Linked DNA regions of Mus musculus: regions 1 and 2 are each linked to region 3. The links are chromatin contacts, called in public ChIA-PET and promoter capture Hi-C maps. All regions are on one chromosome and are shown on one strand. The core of a region is the stretch at or near the end of the contact, and the rest is flanking DNA. Distances in the headings are between cores, read along the strand shown. Region 1 holds the start of Ndrg2 (N-myc downstream regulated gene 2). Region 2 holds the start of Mettl3 (methyltransferase like 3). Region 3 overlaps Rpgrip1 (retinitis pigmentosa GTPase regulator interacting protein 1).

Region 1 (2,700 bases), core at 7-2,506, 230 kb before region 3:
TCTCTCTCTCTCTCTCTCTCTCTCTCTCTCTCTCTCTCTCTCTTGTACACAAATGAGCGCACACCAACAATGGTAGATCTAGAGAGCAGCAGAGCACCTGTGCAGACTTGAAAAAAAAAAAAGAAGAAGAAAAAGAAAAAGAAAAAGAAAAGAAAAGAAAGCAAGCCAGCAGCATGGGGTGGGTGGGGTCAATTTACTGAGCTCCTATTGGTTGGATACGGTGAGCGTGGAGGTCAGGGTTCTTAGTCCTGACTCTAGGGTCTGAGAAAACACAGGAACAAGGTGAATGACATGGGAGACGGACCTGGGTCTTTTAGGGACATAAGGCCAGAGCCAAGACCCAGGATTCCAGGGTCACTAACCCTTTCTAATCTCCCCTGAGTCCAGAGAACACGTCCTCTCTAGGTTCCAATCAATACAAGCTGGAGGGGCCTGCGAGGCAAAACAAGCAGGTCCAGGCTGGGTAGTCTATGAAGAGAGCAGAGAGCTGACATGGCGATAGAGCATGACTGTGTCAAAACCTCTGGGTCCTACCCAAGTGCCACTATTAGGTGACCTTGTCCAGTTAGTCACTACTCGGTTTTGACGGTTCTCAGTTGATATGTAGGTAGTACAGCATGACCTTTTCCTTCACCATTTAAAAACAAACAAGCTTCAAGCCTTCATCTCTCCCCTCCACCCAGTGTAATTGTAGGTCGGGTGGAGAAAGGAGAGGGGGGGATAGGGCTGCCCGTAACCTCCGCACTTCCCCGGACTGCCAGCCATGTGCCAGCCGGGAAAAGATGGTTAGGACTTGACTGGCTGCTCCCAGAACACGAAACCTGACCCCTATGAGCTTCTCGCTGCCGTTCCTCGTCCGAACCAACACCCTCTCACGGCGGGCACGTAGTGCCCAGGACCCTGTACATCATCTCAAGAGCGCCCCAAACACGCCCTGCACTTTGCAGCTCTTCTGCCTTTGTGCGCAGCAGCGGAGCTCCTCGCTCAGCCAGCCCCTTCCCCCGAACTACAGCCAGGAGACCAGAACCACGATGCCCACCCTCCGGGCCCGCGCCTTGCCAGCCCAGAGGCGCGCTTGCCCCTCCCCCTACCTGCTGCAGCCGCCGCGGTCGCTGCCACCTTCACTTGCCTTTGACTTAGGTCCGCCCTAGCTCTGGCTCCCCACAGACCCGCCCTGGGCCCGCCCCCGGGCCATCTCCCTGCAGATCCGCCCCGACCCCCCATAAACACGCCCCGTAACTCGCCTGGGCTACCAGGGGAGGGGCGAGAGGGTGCGGCTTGGGAGCACACAGAGGTGATGCTCATAGGCTCTCTGAGTGCTCCCCATAAACCCTAAGCCGTGTGAAGTGGGGTGAGCGTGGGGGATCCCTTAAACCCCCAAATGGTCCCCACGCCCACATCAACGGCGCCCCTACTGTGACCTGGCTCTGCCAGGCTCACTTTTGGCTCTCTTCCTAGCCCCCCAGATTGAGTGGCAGCGACGGGTAAAGTGGGGAGACCAACCCAAGGTGCCTACGTCCCACGATTTCAGCTCCGCCCGCCCGGAAACAGAGAGCTAGATCAAGGAAGGGGGAGGTGGGCGAGGGCCACCGCTCAGACCCGGTCTCGGGGCAGGTATGGGTAGTGGTGACAGCGTGTCTGGAGACGGGGCGTCGAGGGCATAGGAATTCCCAACAATTGGGGTGCTGGTACCTCCTCAGCCGAGTCCCGCCGCTTGCTCTCCGACTGCTCCGTGAGAAGTTGGACAACAAGCAGGGAGTTGGGGGGGGGGGGGGCCGGGAAATGCTGGGGGCCGCTATAAATAGAGGATGAACGAAGGAGGGGAAAGATGATGGCCAACAGCGACTCCCGGGTCAAGGCCCCAACGAGGGGGGCGGGTAGAGGAGGGGCTGGGGACCCCCCAAGGGCTCTGACTCCTGTGTAAACAGGCGCGGAGGCGGAGCTAACTCTGCAAGGGTGGAGTAAAGGGTTTGAGGAGGACTGGATGTCCTGGGCTGAGACCCAAGAGACCCTGTGGCTGAGGCGCTAACCCCTCCTAGTCCAACCCCGAAAAGGAGGGCGAGGTCAGCTCTGAAAAGCTGAGTGGCAGTACCCTGCTGCCGATGCCTCCTGAGCTGCTGTCTCCTGGGCTGGACCCTCGGTGCCTGGTGGGTTTACCATCCTATCCTAGACTTCCACAAGATTCACATCTGAGACACGTCCTCCCTGTGCTCTTTAAAGAAAGATTGCTGAAGTGGAACGGTTGATGGACTGGAAGTTGTGTTAAGCAACCAGATTGTATTTCCCCACTTGCCCTCGTTCTCGCACCCCTGCTCCCAGAATCAACCCTGCCCCATCCCCCTTCAGCCTAGTTCCAGACTTGCCATTTAGGGGGCTGGGCGCCAGGCCAGTTGAAAACAATGTCCAATGGAACCGGAGCTGCCAACTGCAACACCAGAGCAGACTGCTCCCCCCAAGACCCCCAGATTGCCCTCCCCCCTGCCTGGGAACTACCCTCACCACGCACAACCCCCCTCCCCAAGGAACATCAATGCCCCTTTCATCCCCACTTGGCAGGTCTGTTGGAAAAGAGGAGAGGCCAAGAGGGAGGAGGAGGAGACCTGGGTAGGCTCAAACCCAGCTTTAGAAAAGAAAAAAATAAATAAAAAATAAAAACCCTAGACCTAAAGAGCTTCCTATATCCCCCAAACAGAACCCCAA
Region 2 (2,821 bases), core at 128-2,627, 160 kb after region 3:
GCTGGTGAGATGGCTCAGTGGGTAAGAGCACCCGACTGCTCTTCCGAAGGTCTGAAGTTCAAATCCCAGCAACCACATGGTGGCTCACAACCATCTGTAACAAGATCTGACTCCCTCTTCTGGAGTGTCTGAGGACAGCTACAGTGTACTTACATATAATAAATAAATAAATCTTTTAAAAAAAAAAGTGCTGGGATTACAGGCATGAGCCACCATGAAGGGTTTTTCTCCCTGCTTTTTCTTCTAATCTTCTTTGATTCTCACATAGATTTTTAAGCTCCTTTAAGGTAACAGCAGTGTCTTCTTTTTGCCGAAACCCATGAGTAGTGTAGATATGCAATAAATGTTCACAAATTACGGTGAGACTGAATTTCACCAAGGTCTGCTGTTGTGAGCTGTGAATACTGCAAAGCACTGACATGCTACCCACACATGTAGTATGGATTCGGTATTCTCGCAGAGCTTTGCAACTGGTTTACCTTAAATAATTGAGCTTGTGCTGGAGAAGGCTATTAGGGTAGTACTCTTTTAAGTGCCTTCAATTTTTCTAACTTTGTCATACAAGGGGGAGGGGGAAAATGTTTAAAGACCAAAATCAAGTGTTTTCAGATTCTTGCTACGTTTGTAAACACTTGCACTACTCATTCATTAAGGTCCTAGTGAGAAGGTCCTAGTGAGGACCCTGTTGTGGCTGCTAAACCGGGCTCTGGGGATAGATATACAGAAGCAATCCTTGCTCCCCGCCCACATGGGAAAGAAAAGACAGTGACAAAGCAAACGTTACAACTAAGGTAAAACAGGCACAGAAGCAACAAAACGGGTTTTGCTGGCTCTCGGAATAAGGTACTGAGAGGCTTCACGGACGCAACATTCTCCTAGACAGGACTGGAATGGGACCCAAGGAGAGGAGTGGACCCATGTTGGTGTGGTGTTACGCTTGAAAAACCGACGCCCGGGAGGAGGCACTGCAAGCTTTCCCGCAGGTGGGCATGCGTTTCAGCTACTCGGGAAAGATGGGGTAACCAACAATCGAGGAGTCCAATAAAGGGCTGCTCCGGAAAGGGCGCAGAGCCCGGGGCTGTCTTCCTCTCCAGGAGTCTCTCGCCCCGCCCAGGCCCGCCCCGACCACCCCGCACCTCACCCAAGTGCCCAGAGTCCTGCTTCCGTCGCCGCTGCAATCTCTCGCGAAGCGAGTCCAGCTGTTTCTTATGGGCCTGGATAGAGCTCCACGTGTCCGACATCCTAGCTCCCAGCGCGGACTCGGCTCGAATCAGGCGCGGCGGACTAGCACCTCCCCAGCCTAGAACTAAGAAACATCTAATTCTCACGAGGACGCCCGAAGGCCAGCCGGATAGAGCCAAGATGAAAAGCCACTTCCGGTTGGCGAACCAGCCGGACGTAATCCTCACGGTAGTTCTCTCTCGTGTTTCCGGGAGCGCTGAGGCTGTGTTTGCCATGTTGGTAGCTGGCAGACCCGCCATGTTGTTTCTTTAAGTCGTTAGTGACAACGCATTTAAAATAGCAGGGCTAGAACAAGTGTGAGTGTTTGACGGGTGGGTGTATGCGTGGAGAGATGGATGGACGGGAAGGAGTGAACAGACTGTTAGTCTGGTTGATTGTATATTCTGGTCCTTGCACATACGGTCAAGCACTGTATCATAGATTTCTGCCCTTAAGGCCCCAGATTTTCTAAGTTAAATATTATCTTCCTTCCTTCCTTCCTTCCTCCCTCCCTCCCTCCCTCCCTCCCTCCCTCCCTCCCTCCCTCCCTCCCTCCCTCCCTCCCTCCTTCTTTCTTTCTTTCTTTCTTTCTTTCTTTCTTTCTTTCTTTCTTTCTTTCTTTCTTTCTTTCTTTCTTTCTATACAAAGTGTGTGAAAGGAGAGTGGAGTTTCACTATGTGGTTCTGCAACTCACAATCCTCCTGCCTCAATATCCGAGTTCTGGGAATTCAGGCATATTCTAAGACAAACATCTTAATTAGGGAACCATCTTTTTCAGCGTGAGGGAGCACTCTTTAAAAATGTTCAGGATGAGTGGAGAGATGTCTCGGCAGGTAAGAGCACTCAGTGCTCTCCCAGAGGTCCTGAGTTCAATTCCCAGCAACCACATGGTTACTCATATCCATCTGTAATTGGGATCCGTTGCCCTTTTCTGGTGTGCCTGAAGACGGCTACAGTGTACTCATATACATATAATAAATTTGTTCTTTTTTTTTTTTTTAAAAGAAAATGTGCAAGAAATGGGGAGGTAGCTCAGTAAAGTGTTTGCTGTGAAAGCATGAGATTCTGAGATTCCCAGAACCCACATAAATTTAAGGCAAAGCTGTGTGGGGTGGCAGACATTGTTTTAGCTTAATTTAGAAAAAGGTTTATTTTTGTGTTTGAATATTTGTATATGTGTGTTTGTACACACACACACACACACACACACACACATACCTGGCTCCCCTGGAGACCAGAAGACGGAGTCATCTTCGTGAACTAGAGTTACAGGCAATTGTGATGTACAATGTGGGTGCTAGGGTTTGAACCTGAGTTCAATTCTGTAATAATAAATTGTGCTCTTTACCACTGAGCCTTATCTCCAGCCCATGACTAGGCAGTTGTTATCTCAGTGTTGGAAAGGCAGAGAACAGTAGATCTCCTGGGCTGGCTATCAAACCTATCCAGAAACAAAAACTAAAGTAAAATTATTTCTATTATTGCACTGAATGGTCTTATGTACAGTAGTTTGATTACAAAAACTAATAAAATAGTCCCTAAATAATGAAAAGTTAAGGGGCTGGAGAGATGACTCAGCAATGAAGAGCACTGTCTGCTC
Region 3 (2,700 bases), core at 199-2,698:
CATCTCTCCAGTCCCTTTGTTTAGTTTTTAAAGATTTACTTATTTATATATATTTTTATGCATGTGAGTGCTTTGCTTGCATGTATGTGTGTGTTCCACATGTGTGCAGTGCCCATGAAGGTCAGAAGAGGACACTGAGTCCCCTGAAACTAGAGTTATAGACAATTGGGAGCTGCCACATGGGTTCTAGGAATTATATCTGGGTTTTCTGAAGCAGCAGCCAGTGCTCCTAACCACTGAGCTGTCTCTCCTGTCCCTACAGTCTTTAGGTGTGAACTTGGAATGATCACGTGAAGGGCAAACTGCCATTTTGCTTTTATTCGTTACAATTTTGTGGGTGGGTGCATGTGCCACACGTGGTACATTTGTGGGGGGTCAGAGGACACCTTTGTGGAGTTGTTTCTCTCCCAACTCTTCTATGTGGGTTTCAGAGACTGAACTCGGGTCACCAAGCTTGCTCAGCTCAAGTCTGAGCCATCCTGCTAGCCTCCAAACTGTCATTTGAAAACTGTCACCACTCTGCTGTGACACACTGACTGGGGGCTGGGCAGTACGGGGAAGAGGGCCCTTGTGAAGTGGCACAAATCTTGTGCGTTCTGGAGAAGACATTGTTGCTGGCGTTTTACAACTCTCACCAACCGCTTTTACCAATGTTTTTCGCTGTCTAGTCCAGTGAACCAAAAGCTCAAGACGAGAATGACTTATCCCAGGTGCTAAGCGAGCTGCAAGTGTCACATGCAGAGACCACACTGGAACTGGAAAAAACCAGAGATATGCTTCTTCTGCAGCGCAAAATCAACATGTGTTATCAGGTGCAGAGCATGGGCCAGGAAGCTGGGCAGCTGAGACTCACACACACCCGGGAGCAAGCATGGCTTGGGGTCTGGGGCTGGTGGTTAGCAACGCGCTTCCTTCCTATGGAGGCGCCTCCGGACTCACTCACACATGCCCAGGCACCTGGCCCCAGAAGTCAGCTAAGGGGGAGCTCATAAAACGGCAAGTGCCAAACTTCTGGGTTCATTTTCCCCCAAAGTCCTAGGGACGCAATTACCCAAGGTGCCACAGGTGCAGCCGCGAGTGAAGGGTCTTAGAAAGCCTGAGCTTCCTTCCTGGGCGGAACCTGCCCTGCTGAGGAGGTCATCAATCTTCCTACTCCAGCCAGGTCCAGTTTTTAGAGTCAGGGCTCTTGGGTTCTGCGACACAGAGAGGAAAGTTCAGTTCTTATTTTGTTTCAGGAGGAGCTGGAGGCAACACTGACAAAAGCTGACAGGGAAAACAGGGACCACGAAGAGAAACTGGAGCGGCTGAATCACCTCCTGGACTTCAAGAACAGCCGCATCAAACAGCTGGAAGGTATTTTAAGAAGCCACGGCCTTCCAACATCTGGCAAGTCTTAGTACTTTGTTTCCATCTTGGGTGATGTCATGTGACTAACAGCGACCCAATCCTCCTGACTTTCTCTCTTTCTGCTCTCATCCTCTCTCACCTCATGGTTGGTTTGTAACTTCCTTTCCTCTTCTGCTCAGTGCAAATCTCTGATTTTTTTTTCTGGAGAATTTCCACAGGGCAGCCGTGCTTCCGGGTGGTTGGAAGAGTGTCATTGAGGGTGACTGACCCCAAGGCTGGTGAATCTCTCCTTTCCTCTGTCATTTTGTGAATCTGTGCGTATTAGCCTACGGCAGGTCTTGCCAGGTAATGCACCCTTGTCACGCATTTCCTCTCATCTTTTCCTGAGATCTCTCTCTAAAATCTTTGTTGAGATTTAAGGACGTAGGCAGAGGCAGGGCAGGCGTTGCCAGTGTGTTCCGATGGTCACTACAGAACAGGATCCACTCTCAACCTTGAGTTTAAGAAGTAGGGTTCCTCACTATGCACTCGGGAGAGAGACGACTCACCCTAGCAAACTCACCACAGTCTGAGACTTAAAGCAGAAGGCAGGGCACGACATCAGCACACATGGAGCTCAGTGAAGCGGTGCTCCTTTCTGGGAAGAGCAGGTTCCCTCATGAGCACAGCCCTAGAGTACAGGGAAGTAGTGGGGGTGGGGGGCGAGTTTACCACACCCTGAGTCTGGTAAGACTGCTGCCAAATAAACGGGCAGTCCTCCCTTGCACTGAATCCTCATGGCTTAGACTCAAGGACTCTCAGGGTAAGCACCCTTACCTACATCTGCGGGTTCATTTGTTTTCACTTTCTGTGCAGATTCCTGCCAAAGCTGAACAGCTTTCCCACGCATACCACTTAGCTGTACTGTTTTTTTTTTTTAAGATTTTATTATTTGTTTAAGATTATTTATGTGAATGCGCCATTCGTATGTATATGCCTGCAAAGGAGGACATCAGGCTTCCTTATAGGTTGTGAGCCACCACGTGGTTGCTGGAATTGAGCTCAGGACCTCTGGAAGAGCAGCTAGTGCTCCTTAATCGCTGAGCCATCTCCGCAGCCCACATTATTTCTTCTGAGAATTGCCTATCCCTACCTCTACCTTTCCCCTATGATTTAACGGTATCTCTGATTTGTACTTCCTTATATGTAAGACTATTAGCTTTGTGTTGTTAATGCCAATTTAAACATATTATATTAAGTCATGTCTTATCTATCTATCTGTCTGTCTGTCTATCTATCTATCTATCTATCTATCTATCTATCTATCTATCTATCTATCTATCTATCTATTTAGATTCGTCTCTGTGTAACCCT

What was found. Promoter capture Hi-C pulls out the DNA fragments that hold promoters and counts their contacts. ChIA-PET counts read pairs in DNA pulled down with a chosen protein or histone mark.
Region 1: a contact with region 3 is called in an RNA polymerase II ChIA-PET map of memory CD8 T cells, with 29 read pairs. The contact joins the promoter of Ndrg2 here to the enhancer-like site in region 3. A contact is called at or near these places in 3 of 15 datasets of contacts at CTCF or cohesin (embryonic stem cells and stem cell-derived epiblast-like cells), 24 of 484 Hi-C or Micro-C datasets (B cells, CD4 T cells, the G1E-ER4 cell line and 6 more), 7 of 115 datasets of contacts at active chromatin or transcription factors (effector CD8 T cells, embryonic stem cells and memory CD8 T cells) and 4 of 9 other capture datasets (adipose tissue, embryonic stem cells, liver and 1 more).
Region 2: a promoter capture Hi-C map of pre-B cells shows a contact between it and region 3. The contact joins the promoter of Mettl3 here to the enhancer-like site in region 3. A contact is called at or near these places in 9 of 39 promoter capture datasets (the C10 cell line, cranial neural crest, embryonic stem cells and 5 more), 1 of 15 datasets of contacts at CTCF or cohesin (the NIH/3T3 cell line), 6 of 115 datasets of contacts at active chromatin or transcription factors (the 230-238 cell line, effector CD8 T cells, embryonic stem cells and 1 more) and 4 of 9 other capture datasets (adipose tissue, embryonic stem cells, liver and 1 more).

What each region holds. Positions count from the first base shown.
Region 1 is chr14:51,912,232-51,914,931 of GRCm38.p6, forward strand. It overlaps Ndrg2 (N-myc downstream regulated gene 2), which reads right to left and starts at 1,257. Exons shown (of 15, transcript NM_001145959.1): 1 at 1,092-1,257.
Region 2 is chr14:52,303,747-52,306,567 of GRCm38.p6, forward strand. Mettl3 (methyltransferase like 3) reads right to left here and starts at 1,378. Exons shown (of 11, transcript NM_019721.2): 1 at 1,142-1,378. The coding sequence starts at 1,241.
Region 3 is chr14:52,139,888-52,142,587 of GRCm38.p6, forward strand. It overlaps Rpgrip1 (retinitis pigmentosa GTPase regulator interacting protein 1), which reads left to right. Exons shown (of 25, transcript NM_023879.3): 13 at 669-812; 14 at 1,236-1,386. Among named protein-coding and RNA genes, the nearest start is that of Rpgrip1, 30 kb to the left of the region's middle. Within about 2 kb of position 1,449, at least 112 of the 459 cell types and tissues checked have an H3K27ac peak or open chromatin away from gene starts, as enhancers often do. A contact at or near this core is called in the 230-238 cell line, B cells, effector CD8 T cells and 4 more, where this site is marked.